Linked DNA regions of Capra hircus: region 1 is linked to region 2. A link is a contact called in public Hi-C data. All regions are on one chromosome and are shown on one strand. The core of a region is the stretch at or near the end of the contact, and the rest is flanking DNA. Distances in the headings are between cores, read along the strand shown. Region 1 holds the start of SDC3 (syndecan-3). Region 2 has its middle 45 kb from the start of LAPTM5.

Region 1 (2,700 bases), core at 14-2,513, 100 kb after region 2:
ATGGGGAGGACTGAGGAATAGCATGTCTGTCTGAAAAGCCCCTGCCCAACCTCCTCCCATTTCACAGACTGGCCAACTGAGGCCCAAAGAGACTTGAAGGGGCAGAGTAGGCACCTGGGGGGTTGCCTGAAAGGCCTGGGTTCCTCTCACCCTGGGGAATGGGGGGTGCCAGGCATAACTCCTAGAACCAACCAAGGGAACTAGAAGTCTCCCCAGTTCATGGCCAGGCCAGGCTCCAGACACGTGCCGATGGGGAACTCACTTGGGACCTGGGTCCCGCAAGGAGGAGGAGGTGGCCTTTCTTCCTGCTGCCCCTGATGGAGCCAGGACTGAGCCTGCTGCGGTCAAAGAGACACTGAGGGGTCAAGTCATACATGTATACTAACGGCTACCAGCACACGCGCGGCCCTGGAGAGGTGCGTGCTCCATGCACCGGGTCAACCATACACCTGCCTGCACACGCTTGCACACACACACACACCACAGAGGCCTCCCCCCAACACAGTCACCCCCTGCAAGCACACTCAGCATGGCCAACGGTCTCCAGCCCGGCCCCGGGTGCACACAGACACAATGGGTCACCCTGACACGACCACACGCAGGTAGGGCACGGGGCCCCCATCCACAGGGACGGGCTGGTCCTCACGCCTCATCCTTCACGCGTGCACACCCCACGGGTCCCAGCACCCTCCACGGAGCTGGCCACACACGCGGTCATCCTCACCCACCCCCTCAGGTCACCTTCACACAAGTCACCCTCCTCCCCTCCCCCTCCCCGGGCCGCCAGCCCCCCCACACACCGCCCCCGGCCCTCCTGCAACGACCCTCGGAGGGAAAAACCGAAAGCACACCCTTCCCCCCCGCAGGAGGAGGCGACCCCATTCCCTAAAAGTGGCCGCGGTCCGGGCACACCCACGAAGCACCAAGCCACGTCCGCTCAGACCCGAGACACGCCCAGCGCGGCCCCGCGCCCGGACCCCCGCCGGGACCCCAGGCCGCCCTCGGGGAAGGGTCCCCCCGCCGGCGGGAATACTAGCCCCCGGGAGGCACGGGCGGCCAGGCACCGGCTCCCCGCAGGCCGGCGCGGGGCGCGGGAACGGGAGGCACTCACCCCCGCGGCGCGCCCCGCCAGCAGCAGCAGCAGCAGCGGAGGCAGGAGCAGCCCGCGGGCCCCGGGCCCGGCCGCGGCCCCGGCTCCGGCGCCAGCCCCGTGGGCGGCCCCGGCGCGGTGCGGCGGCCCCGGCTTCATGGCGGCGGCGGCGGCGGGCGCCTTTGTTCCCGAGGCGGCGGCGGCGGCGCGGCCCGGCGGCTGGCCCGGCGCGCTCTCGGTCGGGGCTCCGGCTCGGCGGCCCGGCTCCGCCCGGCAGCTCCGCGCCCACGGCCGCCGCGCCCGCAGGAAGCGTGCGCTGCCGCCGGGCCGCCCCCAGCGCGGGGGGCGGGGCGCGGAGGGGCGGGGCCGGCGCTGAGCGCCCCCCCGCCGCCGGGGTCCCTGCGCGCCCCGCGCTCCGCACGCACCCGCCCGCCGCGGGACAGGGGTGCCGAGGAAATCGCGCGAGCGGGGACGGGTCGCCGGCCTCACTGAACCTCGCTCTGGGGACCGGGACCCGCAGCGCGCGCCGCCCCTGGCCGTCGCGGGGCTTGGAGGGGGAAGGACCCCGCGTGGAAGTGCGGGGTACGACCTGGCTCGTCAGAGTCCGTGCAGATGGGTCTCATCTGCTTGGCCGTGGGTACCCTCCTGCTAAGGGTTCACTGACTCTCCCAGGACCCATCAGCCCCTCTAGCCGATCCACAAGAGGGGGCCACAGGTCATCCGAGTTCATTGGGCTTTGATGTCTCCAGGACACGGGTGGGCAGCGGGACCGCAGAGCAGGCCTCAGTCTCCCCTCTGGGCCCCGGGTCACTGGGTGGACAGGCCTGGCCAGGTGCTTCTTCCCCCGCAGCTATGTGACCCCAGGCAGGCGCTGCCAGCTCTCCCAGACTCGGATTCTTCACTGTAGGCTGCAGACCCTTCTGCTCCCAGCGCAGGTGGTGTGAAAAGTATGTCCCAGATGGGGGGGTGTCCCGAGCTGTGGTCATTTTCCCTTGGGTGCTCATCGTGGGTTTCTCTGTGGCTTTTATCTCCGCCTGACGTATGAGGCACTTCGCTTACCCTCTGGGGTCTCCCACCACTACACGAGAGTCCCAGGAGGGCAGCGGCTTGGTCGTCTTGCTCACTGCTCTGTCCCCAGCACTGCTCTGGTGCAGAACAGCGGTTCAGTGCCTATTCGTTGGATCAGTGAATGTGTTTTCCGCTCACTCCCATCCACCTGTTTTGGAGGAAGAAGGGTATAGATATGCAAAATGATAGGATACTGAAAGAGGAACTCCCCAGGTGGGTAGGTGACCAATATGCTACTGGAGCCCTTGGACTGCAAGGAGATCCAACCAGTCCATTCTGAAGATCAACCCTGGGATTTCTTTGGAAGGAATGATGCTAAAGCTGAAACTCCAGTACTTTGGCCACCTCATGAGAAGAGTTGACTCATTGGAAAAGACTCTGATGCTGGGAGGGATTGGGGGCAGGAGGAGAAGATGTATGAGATGATGGATGAGATGGCTGGATGGCATCACCAACTCGATGGACATGAGTTTGAGTGAATTCCGGGAGTTGGTGATGGACAGGGAGGCCTGGCATGCTGCAATTCATGGGGTTGCAAAGAG
Region 2 (2,700 bases), core at 29-2,528:
CCAACCAGGCAACAACTGGGCAGAAGGCTCTGGACTGGACCAGGGCTGGTATTCTCCAAGTGTGGGTGGAAGGCCAGTGTGGCTGGAACAAGAGGAAGAAGAAAGAGACGAAGTCAGAGAGGTAGGTGGTAGCCTGAGTACTGAGGGATAGGGCGCCTGGTTTAAAAATAATAATACCCTCCACCCTTCATCCAGGGCATGCCAGGTGCCAGGCACCGTGCTGAGACTTCGGCCTGCAAAACCCCATTCCATCCTCCCCAGACACCTGCGAGCTAGAGATCATTGTCCTGCTTGTCAGTGATGACACTAAGGCTCTGAGAGAGGCAGAGACTTGACCGGGACCACCCCACAGGGGAGATGGGTGCAGGGCTGGAATTCCCATCTGAACTCTAAAGGCAGGCTAGGTCTCCAGGTACCACCTACTGGGAGCAAGCTCAGACCCCTGGCCTTGATGAGATCAGAACAGGACCTAAAAGGTCACACCTCCCAGCCAAGCAGGCCTCTTCCTGGAGCAATAAGGCTTTTAAGGTTCCCATCCCCAGTGGCACCAAGCTTCTAGCCCACGGGCAGCGACACACACAGCACACACACTCACATGCCTATGCAGGCTCACACATACTCAGCAGCCCAGCCAAGAGAAAGGACAGGGAGGGGGCAAGAGGTGGTCAGGAGGAACCTGTGCTCTCCGTATGTAATGAGCTTTCAGGCACCCGGTGGCTGCGGGCAGGTGCCCCCAGCCTCCTCCTCTCATTGAGGGTTGGAAGCCTGGGCAGCAGCCCGCACTCTCATCTCTCCTACCCTCCCCACGTCCGACCCAATACAAAGTCCATCCTAGCTCCCGCAACCACCCCTGCCTCTGACCCTGGCTCCGAAGGCAAGCATCTTTCCTGCGTTCACGTCCCTTCAGTCCACTGCCCCCGCTCCAGCTGGTGGCGGGTCCTGAGGACTTGGGGCTGGGCAAACCGGTTCAAACGGAGACCCGAGCACTTGTCCGGTGACGTCACCAGCCCTGGGCACCTGCTGATGGACACCACCGCCAGCCGTTCACACACGCGCACAGACACACACACACACACACACACACACACACACACGCACAGACCTTGAGTCCCCGTTTCGTGGCTATCAGGTTGCAATGACGCTGCTCCAAGACAAAACAGGAAATCCCACGACGGAGCCAGCCAGATGGGGTGAGAGCTGAGAATCTGAAAACCTCCTCTGCGCTCCACGATCACCCCCTCCCCACCCCCTACCTGGAGTTCCCCTGCGAGGAACACCGCCCCCCACCCCCACTCCAGGCATGGACAGAGCCCCATCTCGGACTTAGGGCCTCGAATTCCTGCTCTGCGCAAGCTCCTTGCCCCGCACGGGGCCTCCTGTCTCTACCGGTGAGGCATGGGTGGATGATCCCGGGGGTCCTTCCCGGTTGAGACAGTCCACCTTTTATGGGCATTTGATTTCCAGACCCAGTGGCTGGGAGTCTCCAAAGCCTAAGGTGCAGTCAGCGGGAAGGCCAGCAGAGGGCGCGCACACCCCGTTTACGGGAGATCAAGGAGCCCAGCCCTAGAAGGACCCTGGAAACAAGTGAGTCTTCTTCATTTGTACCCTCTCCTACTCTGGTTTTCCAAGAGCTTCACAGTCTCAGGACCAGGCCTCTGTGCCTTTGCACATAAGCAGTGCAACCCACGCGGGCCAGTCCTGATCGCGCCTGCAAATCTGAGCGAGGCATCTCACCTCTCAGCTAGGGAAGCCTATCCCTGCTCCTCTGGGCAATCACGTCTCTCTGAACTGCTTTATCCAGATCCTCAGTGCACATTGCAGGTCTGGCATTAAAGAGGGATGGATGCATTTGGTGGATGGAGGGATGGACGGAAGAAAACCAGCTACAAGCAGCCCACATAGTTCTCCAAAAACAAATAATATGACAGGGAAAATGATTTACTGGGGAGGAAATCATTTTAAGAAATAAAACATTTATTGAGGTCTAAGGAACTGACAACTGGATGGATACTTGTGTCCAGTATAACAATATTATTAAATTGTTACCAAACTCCTTTGGGGCAAGTAATAATGCCCCCATCTTACAGAAGGGGCAACTGAAGCTAAAAGGGAACAAAGATTGCCCAAAGTCACCCTGCAGGTATGTAGAAGAAGCAGGGTTTGAACTCAGATCTGCTTCACTATTCATCCTGCTATTACCCAAATGCCAGCTCTGAGGTCATGGCCCTCCTGACTCCCCAGCAGGGTCCTCTGGGTGATTCCAAGAAGCAAACATAGACAGACCTCAAATGGACTGGCAGCCGTTGGTCCCAATTTTCACTAATTCTACCTTGACTCTCAAATTCTAGAGAGCCTAATTCTGACCCTACTAATAAAAGCTGACATGTGCAAACTGTTTACTAAGCACCAAGCACTCTGGATGTGATATCTGTGATCCTCACCAAAACATATTATCCCCATTTTACAGATGAGGAAACTGAGATTCTGAAAGGTCAAATGATTGTCTGATGTCGCACAGCTAACAGGTGGCAGAGGCAGAATTCAAACCCAGAGCTGTCTGTTTCTACAACCTGAGCTCTTTAATCATTGCTTACATTCACATTCTCCCATCCTCCAGCAGACATTCCAAAGGCCTCCCCTGGCCAAGACTCAGCTGGACTCATCCTGAGGAAGTATGACCCTCCTCAGGCCCCCAGACAA

Evidence for each region. A called contact is a pair of places that touch in the nucleus more often than the background predicts.
Region 1: a Hi-C map of blood shows a contact between it and region 2, with 2.9 times the contacts expected there. The contact joins the promoter of SDC3 here to the enhancer-like site in region 2. A contact is called at or near these places in 4 of 5 Hi-C or Micro-C datasets (blood and liver).

What each region holds. Positions count from the first base shown.
Region 1 is chr2:13,304,901-13,307,600 of ARS1.2, forward strand. It overlaps SDC3 (syndecan-3), which reads right to left and starts at 1,264. Exons shown (of 5, transcript XM_018057257.1): 1 at 1,112-1,264. The coding sequence starts at 1,249.
Region 2 is chr2:13,202,778-13,205,477 of ARS1.2, forward strand. No RefSeq gene overlaps it. Among named protein-coding and RNA genes, the nearest start is that of LAPTM5, 45 kb to the left of the region's middle. Within about 2 kb of position 1,279, at least 1 of the 5 cell types and tissues checked has an H3K27ac peak or open chromatin away from gene starts, as enhancers often do.